Regions from separate parts of the Mus musculus genome. Here region 1 is linked to region 2. Evidence: chromatin contacts called from public Hi-C data. All regions are on one chromosome and are shown on one strand. The core of a region is the stretch at or near the end of the contact, and the rest is flanking DNA. Distances in the headings are between cores, read along the strand shown.

Evidence for each region. Hi-C and Micro-C count contacts between places; a contact is called where the count stands out from the background.
Region 1: a Hi-C map of uterus shows a contact between it and region 2, with 6 times the contacts expected there. The contact joins the promoter of Ar here to the enhancer-like site in region 2. A contact is called at or near these places in 1 of 39 promoter capture datasets (liver), 7 of 484 Hi-C or Micro-C datasets (pancreatic cancer cells and uterus) and 2 of 115 datasets of contacts at active chromatin or transcription factors (heart atrium and kidney).

The regions. Positions count from the first base shown.
Region 1 is chrX:98,145,393-98,150,199 of GRCm38.p6, reverse strand. Ar (androgen receptor) reads right to left here and starts at 1,443. Exons shown (of 8, transcript NM_013476.4): 1 at 1-1,443. The coding sequence starts at 418.
Region 2 is chrX:97,921,888-97,926,475 of GRCm38.p6, reverse strand. No RefSeq gene overlaps it. Among named protein-coding and RNA genes, the nearest start is that of Ar, 220 kb to the left of the region's middle. Within about 2 kb of position 2,320, at least 13 of the 459 cell types and tissues checked have an H3K27ac peak or open chromatin away from gene starts, as enhancers often do. A contact at or near this core is called in kidney and uterus, where this site is marked.

The DNA.
Region 1 (4,807 bases), core at 194-2,693, 220 kb before region 2:
GGGCAGCTGAGTCATCCTGATCTGGAGGAGCTGGTGGCTGCTGCGGCAGCCCCTTGCCAGGAGCGGTGGCCGCCCCAGGCTCGGGGAGGCAGCTGCTCTCAGGGTGGCCCTCGGAGGCTGCCTGCTGCTGTGAAGGCTGCTGTTCCTCCTCCAGGGCCAGGTAGCCTGTGGGGCCTCTGATGTGGGCTTGAGGAGAACCATCCTCAGTGTGCTGCTGCCGCCGCCGCCGCCGGGGGCTAGTCTCCTGCCTCTGCTGTAAACAGGCGCCGGGAGGTGCTATGTTAGCGGCCTCAGGGTGCCTGGGGCCCGGGTTCTGGATCGCTTCGCGCACGCTCTGGAACAGATTCTGGAACGCTCCTCGATAGGTCTTGGATGGGGGCCGTGGGTAGACCCTTCCCAGCCCTAACTGCACCTCCATCCTTGAGCTTGTCTGTAGCTTCCACCGAATTCCCTTATCCTGCCTCCTCGTCTCTTGCTCTGAAGAGTTCTCCTGACTGATGATGTAGTATCTGCAGCTAGCTGCCCACCTGCGGGAAGCTCCGGGGAAGAAAACTTGCAGGAGGGGGGGTGGGTGGGGGGAGTGCCCAGATAACCTCAAAGTCTCCAGTAAAGGAAGGCACGCGCAAGACAGGATCTGCCCTGCTACTTACACAGTTTGTCTCTAAATACTTGAAGAACAGATTAAAAGATGCTCAAACCTTGACGGGAGGGAAAAGGGGAAATCCTCTGCCTTCCAAATTCAAAGTCCACTGAAGCAGGTGCAAATAAGAACTGGGCTATTTTCTTTTTGTTTTCTTTTAGCTTTTGTTTTGCTTTCGACTACTGAAACCCTAGCTGCCTTTTCATCTTTTCATTTCTAACACCACACACAGGGTGAGGGGCGGGCAGGAGGAGGTGCAGGGGCGAGAACCTGGAACCAGGGACTCTCCTGGGCGTGCTGTTGCTCCTCAGTCTCTGGGCTCCCAAAAGCCTTCCTTGCAATGTGCAACAAGCTCCCCTACTCTCAGCCAAAGGGAGTTTACCTCTGTGCAAACTGGCTGGCAGAGCTGGGGGTGTAGGGGAGAGGGTTGGCCAGAAAGCCTGCCTAGTCAGCTCCTGGAGAGGGGACCCAGGAGGGGGTAAGGGTAGAGGGGAAGAGGACAAAGGCAGCCGTAGTCCTACCGGACACTTTCCTTGCTTCCTCTGAGTCTCCCGCAGCTTTTAGAAACTTCACCGAAGAGGAAAGGGCAGCTCCTGGGCGGCGGCTTCGAAGCCGCCGCTCTGCAACAGGCGTTGGCTGTCGCTGGGCTGGGGCTGGCGTGGTGCGTCCCTTAAGCTTCTGTATGGCACTGGAGTGGCTAGCTCAGTCTTTTCCCCTCTGATGCCCTCTCAGCCTCCAGGTTTGCTCCGGACCCTCTGGTTCTCCCAGCAGGCTGGCTCCTAGGGATCTCCGAGGGGGCGCTGGGAGGTGGAAAGCAAATGCAACAGTTTGTGAGTCGGTCCCGCCCCCGCAGGCCGGCCTCTCTGCCTTCCCACCTCCTTTCTCTCTCCCCTCCCCTCCCCTCCCCTTTCCTTTTCTCCCCTCCCCTCACCGCAAGCTAGCGCAGAGTGGCTTTAGAGAACGTAGTGCTGGCGTAGTATGGTTGAAGGCTGGAATGACTCACTGTAGCCTTTGAAGACCCCTCTTCCCTAAATACCACTTGTTTTTCGGAACCGGGCTTTAGGCTCCAAAGCAGAAGCGATTTTTAACAGACAAGTCTACCGGCTCCCCAGGAGGTTAGCACAGGCAGAATTTCATTCCTGAACCCAATCCCAAAACAGACTCTTGGAGGTTGGAGGAGGAAGAGGCATTAGAAGTACCAGCTACCAATTGCTCTTAGGTATTCCCTCCCCGCTCCCCCCAGGGCCCACCAGGACAAGCAGAAGGGAGAGTCTCCTGACATTAAAGAACAAGCTGCAGTCAAAGCAACTCTTGCTGAAACCTTTGAGATCCTCCTGTAGGATAGCTGGGAATTCCTGACACCAAGCCATTTGATCTGGGAATTCTGGGCCCAAGAAGCCCATGGTGGTCATTTCTACCTTATTCCCAGCCCTTCTTTCTGTTGGGAATTACCTGTAATTTATACGTTTTATTTCTTCAGACATGCACAGGCAAAAATCATCCAGAAAAGTGGGCAAACACAAATGTCAAAAACACTTGTCATGCATACACGAACCTTTGATTTTGTCCAAAGCGTTGTTTGTATAGAATCCTTTAGATGTCTAAATTGTTTGCACTTGAAAACCCTTACCTTTGGTAGAGGAATCACAGAGGGATGATCTTTCTTTTGATGGACAAGTAAGAGTGAATGAAGATGATGTAGGATACTCCCAACTGTAGGGACAAGTATGCAATAGAAAGATGGAGACTAGACCTATACAGAAAATGTCCTTAGAGAAAGGTTGTAGACCCCATCACTTGTAAATGGCTTTAACCTCTGGATCTGTCCCAGCAGGCACATGAGTGCATTTGTTTTGTGAGACTCACGGTGTTCTTATTTGTTTTGGGGGGCATTGTTTTATCTTTCTTTCGAGACAGGGATTTCTTTTGTACCCCAATGATCCTTCTGATTCAGCTTTTCAAATACTGGCGTTGGTGGAGTATGCAATCACACTAGCTATTTCCACATTTACAGGCTTCTACAGTTGGGGGGGGGTGCTTTATCCATTGTACTGAGAGTTTACCTTTATTGAAGGAGTTAACTGAAACCTCAAGGGGGAAAAGAAGTATGCATGATCAACTCTGCTTCACAGATAAAGAAGGGAAGCAAGGACATTGTTGTATTTCCCATATTAGCAGAACATAAACTTTCCAGGTTTTTTTTTTTTTTTTTCTACACTAGCTGTACACTCATCAGATCCACAACTCTTGGAAAACAGCATAAAGTAAACTTTTCTAACAAAATGACCTGAGAGTGCTTCCTCCTTCCCAGGTGAAAAATTATCTGCTGTGAGTAAGGCAGTTGAGGCCTTATTGTGCATTTGTTATTGCTTTTTTCTTAGTTTCACAAACCACTCTTTAGGATTAAAAAAAAAATAGCAAAGTTATTCAAAAGCTGTCCAACTGTAAAATGGGTAATTCTCAGTATTCTAGTGTAGGGTGCTGAAATGTGGATACTTTGAAGACCTTATTTTTTTATTTTTTAAAAGATTTATTTATTATTATATCTAAGTACACTGTAGTTGTCTTCATATGCACCAGAAGAGGGCGTCAGATCTCATTATGGATGGTTGTGAGCCACCATGTGGTTGCTGGGATTTGAACTCCGGACCTTTGGAAGAGCAGTCGGTGCTCTTAACCACTGAGCCATCTCTCTAGTCCCAAAGACCTTATTTTTGAATAGTCATTACAACCTCACATCTACCAAAGCTTTTGAATGATTTAGTCCAAGGGTATTGAATGAAGGGGCAAGGTGGTAGAATAGAATGAATATATGTCTTAGGGCCAGGAGAACTGTTTTTCTGTAGACCAACAGTGAAAGAGAACACTGAAAGGAAAATGGCCAAAGGAAAGAGGGAATGTTGTAGAGAGGGGGGAAGTGAACAGGAGAAAGAATTCTTGCCATAGTGGAAAGCACAATGAAGATTCCAACACAGGAGGAAGTGGTCTGAAGTGTAAGTTGCTTCCACAGCATCAACGTTGTCTTTACAGACATCCTCACAGAAAACTGAAGCTAAAAATACCTCCCCTCAGATGGCTGCAGTGACAGTGAAAACAGATCCAATGTGTAAAATCAATTTGTGAATAAGGAAGCATTCTAAAAGTTGGAAGGATCTCTCTTTACACAGAGAAACACACACACACACACACACACACACACACACACACACACTAGTGAAGGCCCAAGGACTACTGTGGTACTGTGGATGCCATTCCTCAGTCATCACCCAACATGTTTCTTTTATACAAGGTCTTTCACTGTCCTAGAATTCATCATCATGTAGGGTAGGCTGGTTGGTCAGTGAGTCTCAGAGATCTACCTGTCTCTGCAATGTTGGGGTTAAAAGTGTGCAGTGCCTTTCCCTAGCTTTTTATTTATGTGTGTACTGGGGTTCAAGCTTACGCCCTCAGGCTTGCTACTGAAACCTTTCCAGATTGAGCTGTTTTCTCGATTTTTTTTTAAACTCTAAAGTGAAACAAAATCTCAAAATGATATTATGATGGGGAGGATTGACTATTGTGGTCTCACTTGAACTTTGTACTCGGATGCCCATCTTAAATCTACTTTTCCTACTTAGCTTTCACAATCAAGAGACAACTGCTGAAGAACGTGATAGAAATTAGTACTTACACAATGTTTTTCTTTTGCTTCCTCCTACTCTTTTTTTTCCCCTTGAAATATTTTTAGCAGTTGAATAGAATCCATGGTGTTCTCCCAGGTCATTTGAGTTCATAGTAAGTTTCTCTACAAGTTCAGGGGGCTTTCAGAATGGAATCTTCCCTAGCTTTTGCTCTAGAAAACTAAAACAAGTAAACCTTTGGAAAATGGTGAACATTTACTTGCTCTTATGAGTATATTCTGAAATATTCCACAAATCTGTTTACTTCTCTTACTCTGGCTGCTTCCAATAGGGTTCAAGACACCCTAGGTTTCTGCCTGGACAACTTTTCATTCACCAGTCAGCCACTGATCAGGCAAATAGATTATAAGTAGCTTTATAAAGATAGAAGTTACATGCAACAAACCACGTACATTTAAAGCTGTACAAACTGCTAAGTTTTGGAATTTTTTTTGGCACCATATATTTATTATTTCCTATAATATTTAAGAATTACCTAAACATATAC
Region 2 (4,588 bases), core at 1,071-3,570:
TCTTATTTTCTCATTGAGACATTATGAAATGATGGAGTGTGTATTTATTTGTAAATAAGTCTGAGTAATGACTGAGTAACCCAAGACATGCCTTTTAGTGTTATTTTTCTATAAGGTGGGTCTGTTCTACCCCTTTGTCCGGTAACTGTCTTATATGCATGCCTTGAAAATTAGGTGAAATAAAAAAGATAAAAATCAAGCATTGTGTCCTGCACAGGGAATGAAAAGTTTGGGAAAATGAAAATGAACTGTATAAAACTGCTTTCACAGCTGTAATAGTTGATTATTGAACGTCTGTGGGCCCCAATTTCTCTGTCAATTGATACAAGGAAGTATTAAATAGAGGAATGCCAAGGTGTGTTTCAGACTAATCCTTTGGTTCTAATCTCAGTTCTGTGTTACAGGCTGTGGGACAAGTTCAATGTCAGGACTGACGTAGGAATTTTGAAGTAGATCATCATCTTGTCACTGTGTAGTATTGCCAACTAGTGCTGGTTGATATATTATCCTCACTCTTTTCTGTTGCCTTGCTCTTTGACCTTGCTCTCTTTTCTGCCTGAGAATAACACTTTTTTTTTTTAAATAGCAGGCAGAAAGGGGGAACAATGAAAGGCACAGGAGAACAACTAAAAGAGCAAGTTGTAGGTTATATTTCTTAATGTAGTTGAGATATAATTCTGAGTAACATGATTTTGTAAAAGATGGACCAGGTGCCATTTCAGTGATTTTCCAAAATTTTGCTATTGTGGTTATGCTGAAAATTAACTTGTATATAAATTTAAGAAAAGGGAAGAAGATCAGAAAAGAGTTGTTCTCCTATATAGTTGTTTGCTTTTTTACAGCAAAAGAGAGTAGCTAAGAAGGCCAGTGGAAAATTGGTAGACCATAACCCTGTAGAAAATACTTGTTCAAGTAGCTTCCATGAGTTCCAAAGAGCAGAAACTAAAAATCAGTCATCATCATTGTGCCACATACCTAGAGAGTATGGACTTGATGGGTATGTTCTAGAATACTAACAATAGCTACATTATTACCCGTTTAATTCAAGCCTAGAAACATTTAAAATGTATATTTATATCTTAACCCTTTAAAATTCATTACAATCACTAAAGTAGGCACTGAAATTACCACCCATGTTTGCAAATAAAATAATTGAAATATGTAGTGAATAGCATACAATTTCACAAAGAAGCCATGTGTGAATGCAATATGTTGGACTCTATAATATGTGCAACTGCCTCTGTACAAAAGAAGTGCTCAGCCCTGAATTAAAAATACTCTAAGACACAGAGAATTGGAATATTTCTATTTTAGGTTCGTTTCAAAATTCTTGTTGTAGTCTAGGTCTTCCTTATCATCTTTTGAGTGAAATTGCAAAACAAGGAGTTCAAGTTCGCATTGACTATCCTTCCCTGACTCCTCCCTTATAAGCTGAGGAAAACCAGTAGATCTATTTCAGCTGTTGCTCAATTGCTTTGACCTAGGCTCTCTAAAAGAAACTCATCTAACAAATATACAACACTGCTATATACATTTTATTTTATGTTCAGCAGGTATTTCATCAGGTAAGTAGGAAAGAGAATACCATCTTCATATTGCGGATAGCAAAATTAAGGAACAGAGAATATAATTGACTTGCTAAAGATTAATAATATTAACAACACAGCCTTGGTCAGTAGACTCATGTATACATATTGAACACTTTTTAGATATCTGCCCAATACAGTTCTAGAATTGTCTAACTCCAGTGCACTAGACAAAGTTCCACTCTGCTTTCTTGGAAGCAGTGTAGAATACTTACTTACTTAACTTTAAGGATGAAGGAAGATAATATTCAATCATTTGGGCATTATCCTGTACCAGGCTGTGAAATTTGTTAATGTTTACTCTCTTACTGAATCATTCTGCCTATTTGGATTTGTGTCAAATGAGAAATCTGAAGTCAGACTTTAGATCCACTTTGAGCTGGCTCCTTTGTTTTTCCCCCTCTGCAGAGCTTCTTGTCAGGCTCTGGCTGCAGCTGGAACATCATTCTGGCAAACTGTACTGAAAGCATTCCTAGGAATGCTGAGCCCCACATGAACACATCTTTTCATTTATGTCTTATTGTTGCCCTGGGTCTCCCAACAAAACTGTAAACAAGCAAGCAGAAGCAGTCAAACTAGCAAAGGAGAAAGGAAACAAGTCCATATTCTAGGTCTTCAGCACTGCAAACATCCAGTGCGTCGTTTCAGCCCAAGTCTCAGAGGAATGGAAAGGGTCTCCCAAAGAACTCCCCTGGGGCCTGACCTAGTTCTAATGCTCAAGGTTCTGCTGCTTGTTCCAGCTGGTGCTTCTCATTCCTCAGCCTCGCCAGCATTGCTCAGAGGAGGAGTTGAGAAAGACCAGAGGGTGTGTAAAGAGAAGTTTTCTCAGAATCAGATCATGCCTCTTAAGGGCAAGGAGTTCAGTTCTGTTGAGATCATTTTTCTGGTTATGAGGATCAATCTCCTGGTAAGGATTTCTCGGGTAGTGGCCAAACCCCAGAAGGTCATAGATCACAGAGTTTAGGAAGTGGTGCTTCTCCATCAGACCTGCTTTCTTGCCTTTACTTTCAGGCAAGGGGGCTTAGTGTGATTCCTTGCCTCTCAGTTTTGAGGACTTAGTTTAACTTTTGAAGAGAATTTTTGGATCATGCAGCCTTGGCCTTAAGGATGAGGTAGGTTCAATTGTCTACAACATAGCTCTTAACATCAAACCCCATGGTCAATATGTTCAAGAAGCTCCTGTGGGAAGGTGATCCTATGACTCACATTGATTCATCCATTAACCACTATGATTTGAATGTGTTCCTTGCATGTGCCTTGATTCCTCTTATCTTTATTAGCCACATAATGTTATGATCATGGGAAGCTTGAACTAGAAAGGGATACTACATGAATGAATTAGAAAGCCATAACATGTTGAACAGTTGCACCCGATTGCTATAGCTTTCTTGTCCCACCTTTACATTTGAAAAATGAGGTGATTATGATCCTTGGGGATAAAATGATGTGCAAAAATCAGGTTACAATGACAGATTTTCTGAAACAATTACAATATCCTTTCATAGAACTTCCTGTCTCTCTTCGTTTCTTAGAATTAAGAGTATGATGCCATTGATTGATCTTCTTTTCCATGGAGTGAAATCGTCAGTTGGTGAAGGTAATTTCTTAAATTTAAGCTATATTTTATTGACTTATAAGTTCATAGTTATATCTGAAAATGAGAGCTTTCTTATTTCTCATGTCGTAGTTTATTAAGACTTTTATTTAACCAATGGTTTGGGGTTATAAAATTCTGGAAGTGATTCAGAAGTTAACGATTTTATTTTGCATTAACCCTGGAGATGAATTTTTTTATTCCTTGAGACAGGATATCCTGATATTTCTTCATTGTGGTCTGGTGCATACTGATGTACTTGCATAAAGTAGATATTCAATAAATATTTGTTTGAATATAATTTAGAGGGGTTCTTATAGATTTATATTTTTAAATATAAATTTAAGCATGCATTTTTATTACAATAAAATAATTGAATTTCAAATTGAACAAATAGAAAAATGTAAATATTTGCTATAATTCAACTACCATAATATTAAGAATTGCTTGGATTGGAGTATACTTTAACCTAAAATTTTATTTATAGATTTTTCAAAAATATAAGTAAACATTTAACCTATTTTCTGTCTTTCTTTCCCACTTAACATTGTAGTATTTTCACAATTAGTATTTTTCTCTTAATATGTACTCTCCACAACATTCTTCTGGGTGCATCACACAACTTATATTATTTGTACTTAGAGACAATACTTTACATTTCTTTTGCCCCATGGTATACTATACCTTCACTCATTAACTTTGCAGTCATGAACTGGAGAATACCAAACAGTCAGGACATTTTGACTGTTGGAAACTGTTCCTTTCATGTTTTACCATGAATATGTTCCTAAAGTGCAGTATTAGTAGTAATGACTTTTCCTCATCCTTTGTAGTCTAATATGGAAAGATAGTAAGCTCTTACTGTTGGTCTGCAAAGATTATGCTATTAGATTTCAGTCCTTAAAATTAGAGTTGCTTGGGCATAAATCCCACATGAAGAAAGTTCATGAATAGGAAAGTATTTACATCACAAAGATTAGAAGTGGTGGCTGCTACATAATAAGTGGAATACTGAGAAGATAGAACAGTTCAAGAGAAAGTGGTCAGCTCTTCTCAGTTCAAGAATGCTTCCTGGAAACGTTACCACTATCCACAATCATATATTATTTTTGGCCTCAGACATGTGAACATGTGGTTCTCCATTGGATTGGGTAACAGTGTGTGTGAGGATGAGATTTTCTCATATTAGATATGGTTTTGCAATATGATAAGGTAACTGAAAAGGGCCAATGTTATTTCCAGGAGTGTTCTGAGAGACACTGTGTCAGGGAATGACGTGACTTTGAGGAGATGCCTCCTAGGATGTCCAAGTCTGTGCAGGGCCACCAGAGGCTCCAAATGATGAATGCACAGTGAGGGAAGTCAGGGAGAAGCTGTAGACATGATTTATGATGTGGGAATGTCTGAT